Regions from separate parts of the Mus musculus genome. Here region 1 is linked to region 2. The links are chromatin contacts, called in public Hi-C maps. All regions are on one chromosome and are shown on one strand. Each heading gives the region's core, a stretch centred on a gene start, on an enhancer-like site or on the middle of the called end of the contact. The rest is flanking DNA. Distances are from core to core; before and after follow the strand shown. Region 1 holds the start of Gabrb1 (gamma-aminobutyric acid (GABA) A receptor, subunit beta 1). Region 2 overlaps Gabra4 (gamma-aminobutyric acid (GABA) A receptor, subunit alpha 4).

Region 1 (3,122 bases), core at 213-2,712, 91 kb after region 2:
GCAAGTGGGAAATGTCAATGATCCTTATAACTGTTCTACCAGATTTTTTTTCTCTAAAATTAACTCTTACTTAAATGTTCAGTGTCTCCTGAATCTAAATGATCTCCTCGACTTTCCTCCACATCCCATCATCCACCATCACTTTCTCCGCCCCCCCCCACAATGGATCTCTTTTGCATACAGTTATAGAAGTACTTTTTCCAGTCTGTAAGATTTAGTACATACTGTTCTCCCTCAAGAAGAATTCCCCTTCCTTGCCAGACAAAAGCTTTGTCTTCTGTTCTTTGTTTGCTTGTTTGTTTGTTTTTTCTTCTCCTCTAAGGTAATTTTTAGTGCTTCTTGGTTTGGTAATAATTCTTCAGTTTACACAGACAATATCAGGAAGAAGTGATTTCTTTTTGCTTATCTTTGTAAGGGGTTTGTGAAAAGTTTACTCTAAGTTTCAGAATACCTAGTATCAAATGAAGACTTGATATATGCTATTTAACAAAGGGCATGAATCCATCCCAGAATCTCCAACCACCTAACATGTTTTTTAGTGATATGTACTGAATTGCATTTCCTAACTTCCCTTTATTTGAAAGAAGATTGGCTTTTCCCGGGCTGCATAAGGCATATTAGACTGAGGATGTTCAGTGTTCAATTTAGGGATTAAGAACAGGAGCTAGCACACTGACAGTTATAAGCAAAAAGCTTGGGCGACTAAAACCTACAAGATTTACCAGCAAAGGTCCTGGAAAAAAAGATTGATTGCCAGGGTTGCTTCATTCTTCTTCTCTTCACTTCCCATTCCAAGTGGACTGATGGAGATGGGAGCTAAAGGAAAAGCATACATTTAAAAGTTAGTCAGTTCTCTCCTCCCCCCCCCCCCCCTCCAATTCCACAAGCAAGCAGCTGTCTTCATAACCTCCGAAGAGAGGACAAGACTCCCAAACCCTCCCTGTGTTTCCTCCTCCCCACCCCCAAACTCCTTTTCCGGGCCGGCCGGCCGGGCAGTCTCTGCCCACTCCCCTCCCCAGCACCCTCCCCATCTTTTCTACAGACAACCAGAGAACCATCTCCAGACTTCTTGTTCTAGGACCTCTATAACTGTCAACAAAAGATGCCAGACAGCCTTAGCCAGATCATTGAAAGCCCTGTTTTAAAAAAGAAAAAAAAAAGAAGGAAAAGAAAAGAAAGAAGGAAAAGAAAAGGAAAAAGAAAAAAATTCAAGCTTAGGACAGGAGGGAAAGGAACACAGCAAACCACAGCTCAGGAAAACTGGGCACACACACACACACACAGGCACGTTGGCTCCTTTGCATAGAGACAGCAGGTTGTATTCGACTACCCAGAGAACGCGGAGCACCTCAGACAGGAACTTTAAAGGGATTGAAATCTGTTGCCTGTTCCACTAGGAATATTGTTTGCAAGGCACAAGGTGTCTTTTGGTAGTGAGTACCCTCTGCGCATGCGCAGGTCCATTCGGGAATTACTGCCCAGCCGCCGACTAAGTTGCATTCCTTGAATCTTCGCAGAAAAGACAATTCTTTCATCAGAGTTAGGAATGTGGACAGTACAAAATCGAGAGAGTTTGGGGCTTCTCTCTTTTCCCGTGATGGTTGCTATGGTTTGTTGTGCACACAGGTGAGCTGCCTGCTTCAATCTCTCTCTCTTTTTTTTTCCTTGGTGATTTTCTTCTTCTTCTTTTATTTTTTATTTTCCCGTGCCTGCTGGATCATGTATCTTGTTATTTGGGGGTAGGTGTGCCTGGATCTTTTTTTATGTCTGTTTTCAGTTTGTGATCTTTCTGAATACGGTCCCTACTTCTTCCCTTCAGCTCCAATGAACCCAGCAACATGTCATACGTGAAAGAGACAGTGGACCGACTGCTCAAAGGATATGACATTCGCTTGCGGCCGGACTTTGGAGGTAATGCTTCTTCATTTTTTTTTTCAACCTGTTACCCATCCCTAGTTCACCTTTTCTGTCAGATATAATGCCTCCTTCCCCATTTTACCGTTCCTGTAAACGTGCAATACTACGCCCTGCGCGCACACACACACACACACACACACACACACACACACACACACACACACACCACGCACTATCCCCAATCTCAGGTGGACGTATCCTCAGGCTGAGCTGTCCCTCTCTTCAAGCCGACACACCCTCTGCACTGTCACTGCATCACGCGTGTGCCCACACCTGTTTTCTCCCGCTGTCCCCTACAACAGGAAAGGGGTAGGGAGGGAGCCTGCTTAGTCTGTAATAAGATCTGGGAAGCCCCCAATGTCCCCTCAGCTCCCTGCCACTCAAAGACTGTCTTTGCTGTGGTCCACCTCCCTGGCAGGGCCCCCGGTGGACGTCGGGATGCGGATCGATGTCGCCAGCATAGACATGGTCTCGGAAGTGAATATGGTGAGTGGCCTCCCCAAGGGCTCGGCGGCCGGCCGAGCTTACGCAGATGAGAAATGAACCAGTTCCCCGTCCTCTGCTTTTCATTGGTGGTCACCTCGGCCCTGGTCCCCAGGGTCCCCACTCCGCGCGTACGCCCCACTCCAGTACACACACTGTCGGTCGCCCCACAGTTTGTATTTTCGACACACACACAGGCTACCGCAGTGCTCCGAAGGAGACGTACTCCGCACTATTTTGGGAAGGAAGGGGGACTGTTGCGCCGGTGGATTGGCTGGGGCGGAGTCTGAGCCTTACTTTAGCCGGGTCTCCCCGACTGTCGGGCTGTGCAGGGCACCATCTGCCGGCGGCCAAGTGGTGTACAGTGGGTTCCCCCGGACCAGGGGTTCGCAGCCAGCTGTGGCCAGACAAGAGCCCCAAAATCTCCACAGCTGAGCAGCCTGAAAGCCCCAACCCACCCATCTCAGCCACCAGGCTGGCTGGGCTCGCGAGTGTCCCCTCCCTACCACAGAATCCAGCGCAGTGTGTGGCAAGAGCAACAGGCTGAGATGAACAGTTCAGGATTGCTAACAGCAGAAGTGCCCAAGCTTGCTTCTAGGCATTCTGGACCCATGCAAGGGTTCATGTGTTTGTCTTCCTGCAGCTTGAAAGTTTTAAGTTGGAGGAGAATCGGCGAGTCATATGACTTGGCTTTCGTCTAGAAATCTGGGCAGAAAAAATAG
Region 2 (3,390 bases), core at 342-2,841:
ACTTAGCAGTGTTGGCAATTATAATCACCGAAAAGTTCTTATTAATTACTTTACTGTCACAATTAAGGATCTGGGAAGATAACTATCAGTCAGATCTGCCTCATCTTTACTTCAAAAGATTATCATCACCCACCTATTTTTTTAACCACTTGGCCAGCAAATAATGACGTTACCATATAGTTTCAAGCTGTAAACTCAGACTTTTTCCAGGAAAACAAAATCCCACAAGCTCAGTCTTCGTGGACACATGAAGCACCGCAATCTGCTACACAGCTGGCTTTATACACTGACTGCCTACAGCCCTTCCCCATGTCTTCACTGAAGAGCTGCTGGAGGAAAGTACCTCTCAGGTTACTCTGGGGTTGCCAGATCCTTATTTTCTATTTCAGAAAAAAAAAATAATAAGGTTCAGAGAGGCCTCCGTCGGCCACCCTCCAAGTACAATGCCTTATCAGAGACTCTCCAAATCAGCCCTCAGAGGATCCCACACCAAGACCTTACTTCATACAGAGAGTGTCTATGTGTTCTAGGAATAACTTAACCCAAATAATTCAGTGTCTCTTTCTGTCCTCCTAGCCATCTCCCTTCTGTGGTGGAAAGTACAGATAACCCACACACTCCAAAATAAAGCTCAAAGCTATATCCAATGGGAGAACAAGGATAACACTTGCTTCCAATAGGAGAGTTTAAAACAAAAATTCAGGTTGCTTGTTGTTAATAGAGTCATCTAATTTTCCTTCAGCTATTCCATATCCTTCTGTGGGTTCCAAAAATCAAAATGACACAAAATAAAATGACAATGTTGGAATAGGCTAATTGGAATCTTCTGTGATAGTTTTGACCCAAGTCTTCTGTTATTGTTAATATTTTAAAGAGACTACAGTTGATTCCATCATCTTTTTCATTCATTGATTTGGTCAATGAATATTGAAGTGTTAGGTTCTATGCTAAATACTAGTCTTAATGGTAATAGTCTTTTTAAAATACATCCAATAGAGCAACCTCATTTATTCACATGGACTCACAGTTTTTTTTTTAAAAAACTAATGACAATAACATACCCATTTGTATTAAAATTTGGCTTTCTATTCTTTGTATACACAAAGTTCCCATAATTCTTTGACAGTTTGTAAGTGTTAATTCTCAAGCAAAGCACCAAGCATCTGAACACACAGACAGTGCAAAAGTGGCCAAATGTGAGAAGTGGACATTCAAGATTACTGAAAAGGACAATGAAAGGCACCTCTGAAGAAGGCTATCAGGTACCAACCAAGCAAAAAACCTGGGTGGGGCAAATGCCTTGTGGAATCAGCTACAAGAAAATATTAAGTAAGTAACTCATAAACTAGTTAAGTGAAAAGTTCTGCCTTCTTAAAACTATTGGAAAATTAACCAAAACACGTAATAACTTTTTTTTTTTTTACAAAAGACTTCTCCTTACATAATATGCTCTAATTCATTTAAGTGAAATGAAATAAGTCATACCCAAACTGAGGCATCTTGAAACTGCTAAATCATCTGAGGCTGAGCAGAAAGCTGGAAATTTAGAGATGTATATTATGTTGTGGGAAAATTAGCTCCTCAAAATAGCAAGGAGAAAATTGGCAGCTTAGTCAAATAAACCAGAAGGAATGAATAATTTTACTCAGTAGCTTACAGGCTAGAACTTGCTGCAAAATAGATCTAAACACTGAGAGAAGTTTGTTTCAAGCATTGTGTACTTTAAATCTGCTTCTTTTTCTACCTTATAAAGAAACTGTTGGTCCACCCATATTGTTGACACAGACGGGGAAAGGTCAAATAAGCATTAATTTAAGCTAATATAGATTTTTCCAATGAGAATGTGTGGCTCTTCCTTGGGCTGCCATTCATAGAATCTGTTCAACATAAGCAACGAAATCAATAAGGAGGTATTTCTTGAGCACCTGATAAATTCTCAGAAGCTGTTCAAAAATCATTCAAAAAGTAGTGTGGTAAATTGAGAAATAAAAGCCCTAACAACATGCTAATAGTTTATAAATTATGTGGCAATTCTAAAATGATTCTTCCTCTACTCTGTGAATATCATAAGCCAACTAATGATATTTACAGTAATGAGCTGTTTCATGTCTGGGCTGTCTTTTCATCTGCTGGATATCAGTACCATGCAAGATTAACCATTTAATTCTGCTGACAGCCGCCATACCCTAAGGTTCTGTGTATTTCTCCAAGTGCCCTTAGCTCCTATAGAATAACTGTTTCTCTCTGCCATTTTTACATACCTATATTCTTTCACCCAATATAGCACAGATTCTGTAAGGGCAAATGGCGATTCTGTCAGTATATTCTCATAACATTCCCTTGATCGTTTGTTAGAAATAAATAATCCTTCTTGCATGCATGAATACATATAAAATAGAGTATTTCAAGTAAAAGATCAGAAGAGTATTTGCTCCAGTTTGTTTTTTAATGTTTAAAATTTCAAAAGTCACAACAAATTGTGGGTTACTTAATCTATGATTTATTAGATTCACTGTCAAATTAATTGATGAGTTATGGCTTTAACAATCTTCCCATATTTCATGCAAAGCTAGAGTGTGGGAAGGTGCATTACATTAGTGCGACCTTTCTGAACTATGATAAACAATATTTTATTTATAAATGGGATAGAATTTTAAAGAAAGATCGACATTTTAATGATGTGAACATTGAGATAACTTTCAGAGAAACCAGAAATGAGGTGGGAGACTGTATTGCAGCAGAGGCAGGATGGAGGCCATCAGGGGGTTATAAGCAAAGGACAGCAGTCTGTACCAGAACATATATTTGGACACAGTGTATCTGGCTTTAAATCTTGGCTCTGTTACAAAGCAGCTGTGTGACTTTGGGCGAATCACTTAGACCTGTTGGCATTTCAATTTCCTCATCTATAAAAAGGACTGCTGTGAAGACTGTATATATCTTAAAATACTCTATGGCACACAGAAAGTACAATATAAGTGATGTTCTATTGCTGGTTGAACAGTATGAATACTTGGTGTCTGGGTGAATAAAATATAACCTGAATATTTAATTGTAGCTGACTCAATAACCCAAGAAAACTATCCTCCATTTAACCAGCTCTGAACATGTCATATGTAATGGAATACTTCCATGCCAAAGACTATAGAGTAGATAGTGCGTTAATTCAGAGATTGAGACGCATGGAGTGAAACAGACATCTTAATTGAAACAGATTGAGATATGTTCTAGTTTACCTGCACAAGTTAACAGAAAAAAAATGGAAATCTAAGTACTGAATTATGTGGTCAAGCCAACAATAGAAAACTTGAAATATGGACAAAATCTCATGCTGTTTGGCGATTCTTAGGAAGAAGCCACAACATGACCTAAAATTATGTAGCTTTCTGA

Evidence for each region. Hi-C and Micro-C count contacts between places; a contact is called where the count stands out from the background.
Region 1: a Hi-C map of cortical neurons shows a contact between it and region 2, with 2.6 times the contacts expected there. The contact joins the promoter of Gabrb1 here to the enhancer-like site in region 2. A contact is called at or near these places in 3 of 484 Hi-C or Micro-C datasets (cerebral cortex, cortical neurons and forebrain) and 1 of 9 other capture datasets (pancreatic islet).

What each region holds. Positions count from the first base shown.
Region 1 is chr5:71,698,470-71,701,591 of GRCm38.p6, forward strand. Gabrb1 (gamma-aminobutyric acid (GABA) A receptor, subunit beta 1) reads left to right here and starts at 1,463. Exons shown (of 9, transcript NM_008069.5): 1 at 1,463-1,626; 2 at 1,820-1,911; 3 at 2,336-2,403. The coding sequence starts at 1,547. It overlaps Gm38562 (a long non-coding RNA gene), which reads right to left. Exons shown (of 4, transcript XR_868471.1): 2 at 2,907-3,105; 3 at 723-816.
Region 2 is chr5:71,607,365-71,610,754 of GRCm38.p6, forward strand. The region is part of intron 8 of Gabra4 (gamma-aminobutyric acid (GABA) A receptor, subunit alpha 4); the gene reads right to left. Among named protein-coding and RNA genes, the nearest start is that of Gabra4, 49 kb to the right of the region's middle. Within about 2 kb of position 1,592, at least 6 of the 459 cell types and tissues checked have an H3K27ac peak or open chromatin away from gene starts, as enhancers often do. A contact at or near this core is called in cortical neurons, where this site is marked.